Regions from separate parts of the Mus musculus genome. Here region 1 is linked to region 2. Evidence: chromatin contacts called from public promoter capture Hi-C data. All regions are on one chromosome and are shown on one strand. Each heading gives the region's core, a stretch centred on a gene start, on an enhancer-like site or on the middle of the called end of the contact. The rest is flanking DNA. Distances are from core to core; before and after follow the strand shown.

What was found. Capture Hi-C pulls out chosen DNA fragments and counts their contacts.
Region 1: a contact with region 2 is called in a promoter capture Hi-C map of adipose tissue. The contact joins two enhancer-like sites. A contact is called at or near these places in 1 of 115 datasets of contacts at active chromatin or transcription factors (embryonic stem cells) and 2 of 9 other capture datasets (adipose tissue and liver).

Annotation. Positions count from the first base shown.
Region 1 is chr8:41,074,447-41,081,311 of GRCm38.p6, reverse strand. Mtus1 (mitochondrial tumor suppressor 1) reads left to right here. Exons shown (of 14, transcript NM_001005863.2): 3 at 4,885-5,080. Among named protein-coding and RNA genes, the nearest start is that of Gm16193, 25 kb to the right of the region's middle. Within about 2 kb of position 5,116, at least 21 of the 459 cell types and tissues checked have an H3K27ac peak or open chromatin away from gene starts, as enhancers often do. A contact at or near this core is called in adipose tissue, where this site is marked.
Region 2 is chr8:40,990,304-40,998,185 of GRCm38.p6, reverse strand. Mtus1 (mitochondrial tumor suppressor 1) reads left to right here. Exons shown (of 14, transcript NM_001005863.2): 13 at 3,541-3,638; 14 at 4,553-7,274. The coding sequence ends at 4,766. It overlaps Pdgfrl (platelet-derived growth factor receptor-like), which reads right to left. Exons shown (of 6, transcript NM_026840.3): 6 at 7,404-7,871. The coding sequence ends at 7,683. Among named protein-coding and RNA genes, the nearest start is that of B430010I23Rik, 23 kb to the left of the region's middle. Within about 2 kb of position 3,830, at least 30 of the 459 cell types and tissues checked have an H3K27ac peak or open chromatin away from gene starts, as enhancers often do. A contact at or near this core is called in adipose tissue, where this site is marked.

The DNA of each region.
Region 1 (6,865 bases), core at 3,867-6,366, 82 kb before region 2:
AGAATCAAGATATTCTTTTCATTACTTTATGGGAAGTTGTTCTTGCTGTGAGACAGGGTATCCACATTCAGCCAGCCTGGCTTTGAATTCAGCACACAGTAGCCTAGGCCGGCCTTGAATCTGAGGTCCTCTTGCTTCGCACCCTTAGTGCTAAGAATAGTTTTGTACTGCCATGTCTAGTTTTATGAGAGACGTGTCCTGGCTGTCACCCTTCAGTATCGGGAAAACCAGCATGAAGTCCCTTGAGCACTGGTCTTGAAAATAAGTTGCTTGTGTAGTTCTGAGACTGGAGAGTTTCAGTTTTATTTTGTTTCCTTATATTTCCAACTTGGTAGCTGTGGGCCCATGATGTGTATGTACTATTGAAGGTAAGGCCATGGAATCGTTGGGTAAGGTGGATTCCAACAGTTTGCACCTAGCAGTGTTGCAGTAAGAGCTGAGAATTAGATATGAAGTGCTTTGTAAGGCTGTAAGGACCATCCCAAGGGTCCCACGGTGTCATCACTGGCGATTTTACTTATCAGCTAGAGTATAGAGCTATGCTTCTGTGACCATGTCTTTAATACAGCAGAGTATTTGTCTAATTTGTCCAATTTGTCTAATTCAACTACCACCCTTTTTTTTCTATCTTGAGGGGGGGTAAAGAGGCTAGCGTAACCATCATAGCCACAGGCTATGACTTAGTGTAGGATACTAAACCGGTGACCTCACATTGCATTTTCTATTGATCACTTCAGTAGTACCTAAGAGCTCTATCTGCCATAGAAGAATGGCTGTTTTGTTTGTTTTCTTGTGTACTCCGTAGGTCTTAGTCCTTAATTAAATTAATTTATCAAGACTGCCGACCACCTTATGGCTATGTGGTGGTCCCAGTTTACCTGAAACTTTAAGAAAGGATTTTATTTGGGAGAAGTGATTTTGACTTGGATTGCTGTTAGGGTGAGAAGTAACTGCTTACTGCAAAGGTTATGTGGTCAGGATAGCAAGATGAAGGAGCTGGTACTGAAAGGAACCATGGCTTAGGTGCTTTCTTATAGGCTGTCATTAAATTGTTACAGTAACGCTCAGGGCTTATACATTGTATTTATTTGTTTGCAATTGTTATCCACACACTCATGCTTCAGAGTATTTATTTAAAAACTCACACAGGGGGCTGGAGAGATGGCTCAGGAGTTAGGAGCACTGACTGCCCTTTCAGAGGTCCTGAGTTCAATCCCCAGCAACCACATGGTGACTCACAACCATCTATGATGAGATCTGATGCCCTCTTCTGGCATGCAAATGTACATGCAGATTGAGCACTTATAAATAAAATAAATCTTAAAAAAATAAAAGAAAATAAAATAAAACGCACACAGCTGTTGGATGTTCAAACTCAGGTCCCACAGGTCTCACAGACTTCAAATTTTTCAGTATGTGGGCACTGGAGGTAAAACAAGTGATTTGTGGGAGATTCACTTCTATAAGTTGATGTTTGATTTACTTTTTTCAAGAAAGTTTTTCTAGAAGATTCTGTTTTGCTTTAGTGTCATTGTGACCTGCAGCAGTTCTCTTGGAAACACTAGCTATTGGAATAGTATATGAATTCAATAGATACTGGTGTTAGGGATATACACAATAATATATAAAACAATAACTAAACAAAGGAGCACACAGAAGGGCATATGCAAGCGTGAACATGGATTTTGGATAACTTTAAATGTGTGGCTTTACCACTCACTGCAAAGTGGCCTCTCTCTGAGGCTCAGTTGTTCTCTTTGTAAAGAGAGAAGGTAATTGTACTTTATAGTGTTAGAAGCTGGTTGTACTTGGAGTCAGAGCCAGGCTCCTGTTCCCTTATGTCTACAGTGGAAACAATTGTTGGGCATCTACTGTGTATGCCACAGATGGTAGTACTTGTTAGGGTATCAAGAAAGACAGCTATGGTCCAATGTTTTATCTAATGCAGTGTTACTGTCAGAAAATAAGCCATAAGGGCATGCTAAGTACTGAGTCAGGAGTGTGGATGGCGTGCTGTGTACTGGAGGAAAGGCTGGTAGCAGTTGGGAGGGCTATCAAGAGAAGAAAGCTTCTGATGACGAGGCCATTTAGTCTCTGGCTGTAGCTTACAGGGCTTGTGTGCTGGGCTGAGAAAACACCAAGTGTTAAGATGAAGAGCACAGGGATGTATTCTGATGCAAGCATGCCAGGTTCAGGTAGAGGTTGTGATGGGAGAGGGGAATGCAAGGAGACAATGACAGTGGATTTGCTGTGACTTTAAAAGAGTTGAGTTTTTGGAAGATTTTTGTAGTAGGGGAGTAGAAGAAGCAGAGGCTGGGGAGACCAGACAAGCCTCAAGGACATGATTTCAGCAATCATTTTGAGAAATGAGGCTGGCTTTTTTATATGAAGGCAGGTAGAAAAATGGGTTCAAGAGCCAAGAAAAGCAGCAAAGACACATGTCTTAGTTAGGGTTTTACTGCTGTGAACAGACACCATGACCAAGGCAAGTCTTATAAAAAACATTTAATTGGGGCTGGCTTACAGGTTCAGAGGTTCAGTCCAAGATCATTAAGGTGGGAGCATGGCAGCGTTCAGGCAGGCATGGTGCAGGAGGAGCTGAGAGTTCTAAGTCTTCATCCAAAGGCTGCTAGTGGAAGACTGATTTCCAGGTAACTAGGGTGAGGATCTTAAGCCCACACCCACAGTGACACACCTACTCCAACCAAGTCACACCTATTCCAACAAGGCCACACCTCCAAATGGTGCCACACCCTAGTCCAAGAATATACAAACCCATCAGAACACACAACAGCTTTCCTTGTTTAAGTTGGGTAGCTGGATATGTTAATAGGAGACAGGTGTAAATTGTGAACTTGATTTTTTTTTAAAGTGTTTTAATGCTATTCCTTAAAATGGGGTATGACCAATAATCTTACTAGGTTAAAAACAGATTTAAAGCCGGGCCTGGTGGCGCACGCCTTTAATCCCAGCACTTGGGAGGCAGAGGCAGGCGTATTTCTGAGGCCAGCCTGGTCTACAAAGTGAGTTCCAGGACAGCCAGGGCTATACAAAGAAACCCTGTCTCAAAAAACCAAACCAAAACAAACCCCCCCCCCAAAACAGATTTAAATTAGTTGATGCACATGTTTAGATTTTAAATTAGTTGATGCACATGTTTAGATTTTAGAATGGAGAGCCACCATAGACCTATCTGTACTTCTGGGGTGATGGTTGAAGGAATGCAAGTCAGCCTGACCACAGAGAGAACCACAGCATGTTTACTGCTTCAATATTCACAGTGCCCATCTAGGGAACCAGCCCAGATGTGGATCAGCAGATGAGCTGATTGGAGCAGTGGTACAGGTGCACAAAGCAACTTAACTCTTCTGTAAAAATTAATGAAATTGTGTCATTTATAGGAGAATTAATGGAACTTGAAATCGCACTAAGTAAGTCAGACTCAAACCACATATGTTTCTTTCATATGCAGAATCAGTCTCTTTCTGCCTTTAATTTGTTTGTGTGTGTGTATGTGTGTGTGTGTATATATGTGTGTGTGTATGCGTGTATGTGTGTGTGTGTGTGTACACATATAAATATGTGTGTATTCAGGAGTGTACATCTTGAAAATAGAGTGACTGTGACATAGAAGAGAGATCTAAGAAAAGGAAAAATCAGGAGCAAAAGGGATGATAAAGAAGACCAGAAAAGAAAAAAATCCCATGTTTTGTCTCATATGTGCTAGGTCAAGTATCTATATGGAGGCGTATGTATACATATGCACACATAAATGTGACATAAAAGTAGAAGGCACGGGGCTGACCAGATGGCTCAGCGGGTAAGAGCACTGACTCTTATATACATAAAATAAATAAATCTTTTTTTTAAAGTAGAAGGCATATTTTGATGTAGGAGGAAAGAGTTGGGAAGATGGATAAGGGCTAGTGAATGATTGAATAGAAAGAAAATAAAAACTGTATATGTGATGGGCATGGTGGTGCACGCCTTTAAACCTAGCACTTGGGAGGCAGAGGCAGGTGGATTTCTGGGTTTGAGGCCAGCCTGGTCTACAGAGTGAGTTTCATGACAGCCAGGGCTACGCAGAGAAACCCTGTCTCAAAAACAAAACAACAACAACAACAACAACAAAAAACTGTATATGTGCAAAACTGCCACATTTTGTATGACCTACAATATCATTATTTTGTAAGCTAGCTAAAAATCAAAATTTAGAATGGCTTTTTATGTAGTGTAAGGGCTCTGTGTTAGTGAGTGCCAATAATAATAGGGTAATTGTTATTGAGTAGAAAGATCTCAGTGGGGATATTCAGGGGCAACTGAAGGGGGAGAGTGTTGGCTTGGAAATATGACTTTTGAGTGCATCATTCATGGTTGAAATACAAGACAAGCTATGAAGGGCGAGCTCATGGGGAGGGAAGATAACAAGACCAAGTTGAAGCCCTGGCTCAGACTAACCTTGAAAGGTATCAAAGAATGAGGCCTAGGGAAGAAATAACCAGACAGCTACTGGGCCTAAAGGTATATCAGGGCCATTGAAGTCAGCTTCAAGGAGTCTTACTCTTTTTTTTTTTTTTTAACATTTATTTATTATTATATCTAAGTACACTGTAGCTGTCTTCAGACACACCAGAAGAGGGCATCAGATCTCATTACGGATGGTTGTGAGCCACCATGTGGTTGCTGGGATTTGAACTCAGGATGTTTGGAAGAGCAGTCAGTGCTCTTAACCACTGAGCCATCTCTCCAGCTCCTCAAGGAGTCTTAATTGTTGGTAAAGCCACCAAGACAGAGGGTTTGTCTCATAGAGCTGTCGCCTCAGGGATGGAATTGGGGGGGAAAGTGTGATGAGACTGAAATCTTAACTGGTTTGTTTCCTCACAGGGCTCTGCACCCAAAACTTCCACCACGCCAGGAAGGAGCAGTTCCAAGCCAGACTCGCGGAGCCTGAGGAAAACACCAGGTCTAAAAGCCAAAGTGGGTCCCACTGCTGCCTGCCTGAGGAGGAAGAGTGAGAGTAGAACCCTAGGCTCCGACAGGGCCTTATCGCCTCAGAGGATCAGGCGCGTGTCCGGCTCTGGTAAGGCAAAAGTAACTCAAGTATTCTCATTATGTAGCACGGGATGGATGTTTTGCAATCAGAAATTAGGCTTGGCAGAAAGCAGAAAGGCCATCTGGTTTTAGAGCCAATGCATTATGTCGCTAAAGCAGCGAGCTTATTGTGGTCCAACAGGAGAGAAGGGCCGTCTGAGGAGACAGCACAGCCTCTTTCCTTTGAGCAGTGCAAAGCGTCTCTGGCGAGTGGCTGATGTGCCTCAACTTCCAGGCTCTCCCAAAGCGTGCGTATTATAACTGTGCAGTTGGCTAGTGTAGCAAACCTTGTGATGATCTTGATTGTCAGTTTGCACCTGGGAAGAAGGAACCTCAATTAAGCAATTGCGTTCATCAGTGGGCTTGAGGGCATGTCTAGAGCTTTTTCTTGGCTGCTAATTGATGTGGGAGGGACCAGTACACTGTGGGCAGAGCCACACTGAGGCAGGAGGGGCCTAGTCTGGGAAAGAAAGGTAGCTAAACAGCAAACTGGGAGCAGACTGGAAGCCAGTCCTCCCTCGGTCCCTCTGCCTCACTTCCCGCCTTGAGTTTTTTTGTTTTTTGTTTTGTTTTTTTGTTTTTAAAGATTTATTTATTTTATGTATGTGAGTACACTGTTGCTGTCTTCAGACACACCAGAAGAGGGCATTAGATCCCATTACAGATGGTTGTGAGCCACCATGTGGTTTCTGGGAATTGAACTTAGGACCTCTGGAAGAGCAGTCAGTGCTCTTAACCACTCAGTCATCTCTCCAGTCCAAGAGGGTTTTTTGTTTTTTGTTTTGTCTTTTTCGAGACAGGGTTTCTCTATGTAACCCTGGCTGTCCTAGAACTCACTCAGTAGACCAGGCTGGCCTTCAACTCAGAAATTCGCTGCCTCTGCCTCCCAAGTGCTGCGATTAAAGGCGTGTGCCACCATGCCTGGCTCCTGCCTTGGGTTCTTATCTTGACTTTCCTCCATTACAGACTGTGATGTGGAAGTTTACAAGGAAATACATCTTTACCTCCTCAAGTTGCTTTTGGTCATGGTGTTTATCATAGCTACAGGAAGCAAGCAAGAACACAAGAGCGGTTTTATTTTTTAACTGAGTGTGGTGGGCACCTGTATAATCTATTTGGAAAGTAGAGGCAGGAGGGTTGCATGGTTAAGCCCCACCTGGAATGGATATGTGTATGTGTGTATGTATATATCTATATATGTACACATGTATATGTATATGTGTGTACATGTATAAATATATGTCTATGTGTATGTACATACATACATACATACATATGCATGCATGTAAGATGACTCAGGGTGTTGGTTGCCAAGCCTGATGACCCGAGTTGTGTAGAAAGAGAGAACGGACTCCCACAAGTTATCTTCTGGCTGTCACACATGGTCTCGTTCTCTTACACACATATATTAAATAAATAAATTTAATAAAACTAAGCTAAGCACTTAACATACTGTAATGGTTTTTTAAAGGTTCATAATGTGCCCCCATCACATAGGAAGAGATTTTTTTCTTTTGAATTGTAATGAAAGACAGTTTAGGGGGCTAGAACAGCAACTGAAAAGTTAAAACTTTCCTAATGTGAACTTTCGTTTACCTTGGCTGGGATTTCAGAAGTTCTAGTTTTAAAGCCGAATCAGGCTGAAATTTGATAGCAGCACCAAGAACGGCTGTTAAGGGCCTTACTCAGTTTGGCAGATGTGCACATTGCTTTGTGTAATGAGCTGGAACAGCAAGTGCAAAATTCGCCCCTTTCATAGACTGAGACGAAAAGC
Region 2 (7,882 bases), core at 2,581-5,080:
GTACACAAAGGGTCAGAGTTGCACTTTCCTTTCCAGATTAGTTGCTGCTTCCTAGAACATTTATTTATTTATTTATTTATTTATTTATTTATTTATTTATTTATTTATAGAGTGCATGCAAAGCAGCATCTAGTTTTGGAAAAATTATAACAAATCAGGTTCCCATTTCAGTAGTCTGTGGGTCTTCACTTGCCTAATGAGAAAAATTACTCTAAAACCAGTATGTTAATGCAGCACCCATTCTAGACAGAAGGACAGTTGGATCTATCCAGTAACTTCACTGGTACCACACAATCTATTAGCATTCTGTATCTTTTTAAGAATGTGACTATGATGAAAAGAATTGTGTGTTGATCAGCCCAGTTGGAAAACAGCAAGCATTAATCAGAATTTAAACCTACTCCAGGCTGTGTTTGAGGGGTGTGCCCGGTGTGCACTGTCAGCCTTGGTCCAGCCCTGAAACTCAGGATCTGCTGGCCAGGACATGAACCAAGATGGAAGGATTTCTCAGCAGCTTAAGTGGCCCTAGCTGTTGCTTGCTGTACTTTGCTCCCAACTGCCAGCCATCCAGGGCTGCATGTGTCTCCTCCACCCAGTTGTGGGTGACTCGCTACGCCTTGAAGAAAAGTCTCATTCAAAGTTAAACTAGCCTTGAACAATAGGGAGCATAGAGGTTACTCTTTATCTGTTCGGCTTTTCTGGTTTGGGGGATTTGGCTTAGTTTGGTGTTTTGATTCCTAGAGATAATTAACTGCTTTTTGAGGGAGGCAGTGCTTAAGGGAACACACAGGCATTACTTCACTTCATCAGGAAATGTGGAAGTGGGGGAAGAGGACTCCTTTTTTTTATACGCTGCGGAGTTTGGATCTGCCATAATGAAGAATGAAATTATGTCATTTGCAGCAGTAATTGGAGGCAGAGATTATCCTATTAAGTGAAGAAAGCCCGGCCCAGAAAGACAAATATCATTTTCTCTCGTGTGTGGAACTGAGATGATAATCGTGCATACACTGCAGTCTAGTCTAGTCTGTTGACAAACACATGAAGGCGAGGGCTCGCTGGAGTTGATTTGAGTGCAGTCACAGTAAAGACCCCCAGATGACAGTGACATGAGTGTAGGCCAGACATGTTTCTAGGAATAGAACCAGCCTGAGTTCATCCTCATGGCTTTTGGTCATCATGATTCCGCTGGGTTGGTTCATGATTGCTTTCTTGCCCACCAAGATGCATATCGTCTCCTAAGCTACTAAGGAATTTCTCCCAACTGGCATTTTAAGTCCAGCCCAGTTCCAGTTTGAGAGAATACATCCCATCTGTCAAGTGGGTGTCACAATGATAGTAGATACATACAGCTGGGACTCCTCAATCTACCCATCTTGGAGGTGCCAGGAGTACAGGAAGTGGATTTTTTTTTTAAACGAATGCCTGAAACTCCTAGTTGTTAATAGGCCCAACCTAGTACACACAGCACTTCTTGGCAAAGGTCAGCCTGCGCCACCTGCTCAGCAGGCTGGCAATGATGACTCAGGAAACCCTGTTAACAATGTGTTGCTCCATCTCCCGTTCAGGTACCTAAACTTATCAGACAATCTCAAGTGATACAAGGCCCTGCTGTAAAAGTACAAACACATTTTAATTTCTATTGAGTCATGATAGTTCTGTTCTGTGCCCCGACTGAACAGTGCCAGTTGGCATCGCCCTGTTGTTTTTACAGGAATGTAGGTTGCTAAGACGATGGGTACACTTGTTGCCACTGCTGTGTTGTATACTTGGCAGCACCAGGTCTTTAGAGAAGATAGAACACTTAGTGTATTAGGGTTCTCTAAAGGAACAGAGCTGATACACTGATCTATTAAAGGAAGATTTGCTAGACTGGCTTCCATGATGAGCTTAGACTAACTAGTCCAGCCGTGGCTGCCCACAAGATTGGGCGCCTCTGCAGTTCCGATCTGGTACCAAAGGCCAGTGGGACTTCTGAAGAGCCTTTTGATCACCAGTCCACTCTGGAAGCCCTGAAGAAGCTGATTCTAATATCAGAGACAGAATCGTCTGCAGTGGCAACAGGGCACGTAGCCTCCCCAGTGAGAATAAGGGCCAAGCAAGCAAAGCGCAGAGTCAAAAGTGCCTTTCGTCTGCCTCCTCACGGCTGAGTCACTACTAGGTGGTGCTGTTCACATTTAGACAAGGGGATCCCCCGGAGGCATGCCCACAGCCAGCCTGATATATAGAGTCTTTCATTGGTTTTCTTCTCGGGTAATTCTAAGGTGGTGTCAAGTTGGCAGATTAACCATCACACTTAGCATGAGGAAACTATCCAAGGAAGACAGGTTTGCTTTGAGAGCTAGCTCTGCCAGTGGGAAGCTCTGTGACATCAAAGATGGAGTTTTGACCTCAGTAGAGCAAAGCTTTGATAGAATAATGGTTTGAGGCCAATTGTCATGTTTTTGTTTTTTTATTCCAAGTTTTCCCAGGTTGTGTCTTACCTTGAAAAGCATTTCAAGGTGTTTCTCCCCTGCCCAACTCCCCCACCCCTCTTTTTTTTCATCCTGTAGATTTTTTTTTTTTTTTAGAAAGTTATTTCATCTGAATGGCATGTCATGAGGATTTTCTGGACTCAAGGATGTCTTAAAAACAAGAATTTCACCTGGGTGCTGTAATCCAAACAGATGCGCCATAGCCAGCTGCCATGACAGGGACTTGGGGGTTCATTTTTGACCTCATGTTAAGTTCACTCTGAGCTTTGATGTTGCCTCTTAAAGAAGCAATAAACCATTCCTTACGGAAGGGAGCCAGGATGGGATCAGTGGGTCACCATGTTCAGTGACTTTAAATGCCTATAACCACTCAACTGATCAGTTTGTGTAAGGCTGGAAAGAGCACAAGTGTCCCTTGGCCTGAACTGAGCAGGGAAGCCTGCTTTCTTCAGTTACTTCTTTACCTAACCTTGCTACATTGTATCTCCATAGGGCCACCTGGAGGTAAATGCCAAAACCATCCTGGAATAAGTTTAAGGCTTTCCTCAGTATGGCCAAGACCTATAGGCTCCCTCCCTTCCTCTTCTCCTTCCTTCCTCTGTCTAGTTTCTTTTTTCCTTCCTCCCTCTCACCCTCCCTCTGTCCCTAACTCTCCCCCTTCCTCCTCCTCCTCTCCCCGCTTCCTTCTTTGCGTATGTGTACACGAGTGCTGTAGATACAGGGGTTGTGTGAACGGAGACAGTTAAACTGCAGTGTTTCCTTTACTGCCTTGAGGAAGAGACCCAGCACCCATGGTCACCTAGGCAGGACACCAGCTCCCAGCAGGACATCTCTGAAAGTGTCACCTAGAATAAAAACATTACTGCCTAGCTCTCTTATTTCTGTGTTTGATGAACACATGTCCTCACCGTGGTCGGTGTATGAAGACATCAGTGTGCCACTATGGCTCCTCCTGATCAACTTGTTGATGGTGCCGTGTATTGGGAATATGCTTAAGAAGTGAGAGAGTTTATTTATTCATTTCTTATATATATATATATAACTACAAACCTTGTTTTATACTAAGGTGGACAATAACACAGCATTGGTTGACAAGCTGAAGCGATTCCAGCAGGAAAACGAGGAGTTAAAAGCTCGCATGGACAAACACATGGCAATTTCAAGGTAAACCTACAAGAGTCTATTTCCCCTTTCCTCATCCTCGGACATCTACGGTCCCTTCTGGCTACGCTCCACCAGGCACCTCCCAGGCATGTGAGAGAAGCAGGAGAATGGTTCATGCATTTACCAAGGTGCCCTAGACCTCTCACCTAACTGCAGCTCACTAACTGTAATGGCGCTGTCAGACAAGGGGTAACAACACACGTGAACAGAAAGAGGCCTTGAGTTAAGACAGAAATAAAACAAGCCTTGTGCAAGTGCCCCATTGCCTACTGGGAAATCTCCCAAAGACTAGAGTTGCCAGCAATTACTCAGGATTATTTATTTGGGTCAGGCTTGAGGCTCTGGTATTCGGGAGTTTTGCTTTCCTTTTTGTGGTCCACAGACCTTGAGCCAGGGGGCCTCACACACATTAGGCAAGTCCTCTAACACTCATCTATATGCTTCCTTATTTGTAGTAGTTGGGTTTCTCAGCTTAAAAAAAAATCTATGACCCATATGCCAGTGGTGACACATGCCTTTTGTCCCAGCACTCTGGACTGCTTCAAACAGGTTAAGTTAAAGGCCAGCCTGGTCATCAGAGTGAGTTCCAGGACAGCCAGAGCTACACAGAGAAACCCTGTCACAAACAAACAAACAAACAAACAACCAAACCAAAAAACCCCAACCAGGAACCCTATGTTTGGTTGATAGTCCTGGGAGGCCTGTCCTTTTCTGAAGAGAAGTGGGAGGAGAGGAGGGAGGGGAAATCGTGGTGAGGATGAGCTATATGAGAGAAAAATCAGAAAAAAAAAATTGATGACCCTGGACAAGAACCTGTGTATTCCCCCAGAAGAAGTTTCTTGAACCTTCAGATATAAACAGTAGTAGTTCCTTTTTGACTTGGATTCATATGCTCTCTGGGTTTTGTTTTCCAGGCAACTTTCCACCGAGCAGGCCGCGCTGCAGGAGTCCCTTGAGAAGGAGTCGAAGGTCAACAAGAGACTGTCCATGGAGAACGAGGAACTTCTGTGGAAACTGCACAACGGAGACCTGTGCAGCCCCAAGAGATCCCCCACCTCCTCGGCCATCCCTTTCCAGTCCCCCAGGAATTCTGGTTCCTTCTCCAGCCCCAGCATCTCACCCAGATGACGGCTTCTGAACGCAGGAGACTCTCTGAAGGCACTGAGGTGCGCTTCTGCGGGACTGACCCGAAGTTCAGAGTTCATGGGAACTCGAGTTGCTGCGTTAGCTCTCTGGAATATCCCCAGGATATCGGGAGAGCAGCCGCCAACCGTTTCAGCTACGTACGAATAGAGAGCTCCAATAGGAGACTTTTAACTTGGTCCAAAAGCCTCCTCCAAAAACAGATTTCGGAACTGAAGTGGACATAGTTGCACAAAGCACTTACGGAACGAGGGAACCTTGTTCTTTGCCTTCCTTCACCTAAGCATAGGGGAAAACTCTCAGGGCCCTATTAAGATAAAGATTTATAACCTTTATAATGTTCTTCACCAGAGACACCTTCTTGTGATTTTTATTTCAGTCTGACTGTGGGCAAGGGGGGTGTGTGTGTGAGTGAAATGGGTGTACTGGCGTGTCACGTGACTGTCATAGCCCCGCCCCCTGCTGTGTATTAAAAGTCAACAGCTGTATATAGCTTGGCCTGTATTAACCAAGTCATAATCGGCACACGAGCGTCAACAAAAGCCATAGAAGAGAAAGCAATAGTGCTTGAATTTCCCCCCAACTCATCTCAGCACTGTGCCACGGCAGGGCTCGGGCAAGACAGGAAAAGCCTTTGGTTTCTTGATGACTGTACATTTATTTCTCTGTTGTTAGTTTTTCCATGTTCGGCATTATCCGTTGATAGCAGTTTTTTTTTCCCCCTGTAGATTTTCACGAGCCTAATTGCTATACTCTGATTCATTTTCTCAGGCTATGAGCAAATGTAGTTCCCTAATTTTTCTAAATACAAATCTGTATAAAGAGTAAGGGGGCAGTACCAATGGATGTTTCTGGTTTATTTTTTTCCCTTGAACCCAAGCTAGCTTCATAGCGCTAATCCTCCGTCTACCCTCCTGTTGTTCTAACCTCCGCCTTGCCTTCTCCTCCATGTAGAGCCACGGAAGCAAAGCGCCCTCCTTCCTACCCACAGAGTGTGCTTTTCCAGGGCCAGTTTATCTTGGAGGTGCTGAACCTGTTTCCCAAATAAGCTAAGCTCTGGTTCTGACACTACACAATTTTAGAAACCCCGGGGGGGAAACCAGTAAAGGCATTTTAGCATGTACTAATCCACATGAGCACAGAGTTAAGCCAACAGTTCTGTGTTGAGTAGATCCAAGAGCGGGAATGCTGACTTGGGCCCCTCTGAGCATTCTTCCAGCCACTGGAATGGAACAGAGTGGCCAAAGAGTGAGAGGTATGGCTTCTGCAGCTCCTTCACACTGCATTCAAAATTCAGATCTTCGCTTACCATCTCCCTAGGCTCCAAGGCTCTGTGAAAGTTAGAAGGATAGCTGTGGCTCCCCACCACCCAACCCACAAACTTCCCTGTGCATGCCGGCATTGCGATGTCAGTATTTACTAATTCATGGTCAATGCTGCTCAGATAACCCCTATAGCGAGGACAGATTCAGGATACTAGAGGTGAGTCATCCTAGACTTCTGCACTACAGAGCTAACTGATAGTCATGATGCATGCTTTTTATTAGGGGTTGTGTTTGAAGTCTCTTATCTCCAATAGTTTATGATGTATGTAACCTACCATGTTTGCTCCCGATAAATAGGAATGATTGCAGCTTCACTGCCACCTCCTGGAATAGCTCTGCTCCTGGTCCCAAGTTGTTCTCAATGATGTTAGCCAAAGTCAGGTTTGTCATTTATGCCCTAGTTATGGTAAAGCTCAAGTGTTGACCTGCCATCCCTCATACCACGTAGATGTCTGGGAAGTCAAATCTTACAGCAATTAAAATGCCTAGAGAGCATTTAAGGGTTTTTTTGTTTTGTTTTTTAAACCAAACATTTTATGTACAATACAAAATTGTTGACACATCGTTTAAAAAAAATGTGGGTGTGTGAACAACTGTAGTTTATAGCAATGGGAAAGTGTATTTTACTTTGATCAAATAAATAATGCTGGAATATTCAATGTAAGAATGGCAGCCTCTGACATACTTACTCTTCAAAGCGTTAAGTTATATGCTCCCCCTTCTCATCCCTCCTTAGTTAAGGCAGCCAGGCGCCCTATGCTATTATACAGAACTTAGAACCCAATGCCAAAATTTGTTGTGGCTGAAATTGGCTCACAGAGCTTGAGTTTAAGATTAAGCTTTTCAAATTCAAAATACATGTGTCAGAGAACGAAACTTTGGCTAGTTTGAATGATTCTTCTGCAAGGCGAAAAGAAAATTGGAACAGCTGTGGTCTTAAGTGTTTTTTCAAGACCGGTCTTAGCCAAAGCTGAATCTTCTTCAGTCCATTCATCTATGTTATATTAAAGGCTAAGGTGTTAATAGTGTACATGCAGTTATTTTTGAATAGAGGGGTTTAAATCAGTACTCTGAGTGTGGCGATTTCAATGTAAAAAGATGTGATTTTGATACCTTTATAAATGAACTTGTGCTAGCTTTGATAAAGTGACATATCTAAGCATTTGAATCTTGAGTCCTTGCTTTTGAGTAAGCCGTTGAACTTGGCTCAAACATCAAACAGAATACTAAGCAACACAAAGATCACTGTCAAGCCCTTCTGGATGTACATGCTAAATGACACAAGTACTTAGCTCACTTTTTTTTTTTTTTATAAAATCTTGCTCATTTAATAGAAACGATTGATACAAAGTTGTTGACATGTTTTCTCAGTATAAAAAGTAGAAACATGGCTGAGTCAAAATACATACTTTAGTTAGGAAAGTTTATACTTCTATTAATAGACTAGTGACTTCCTTTTAATTCGGATGTCTGTCTGACCCACTGGCAGGGGTTGGTCCTTGGCCTCCTATAAAGCACCTGGAAGCTGTGTGTGCAGATGGGCATCCCATTGGTCCACTACTCTTCACTTTCCAAATCAGGAAAACTCAACAGTGGTCGCTACTGTGGTCTGTCCTCGGAGATTCTGAGCTGTGCATATGTAGTAGCCCGCATCAATGGTCTCAAAGTCTTCCACGATAATGACACTCTGGGAGATTCTTGTGGTGTGTCCCAGTCCTCTGTGAATCAGTCTCCAGGTGTCCTGGATGGTCACAGGCCTTTCGTCCTGGTTAAAGA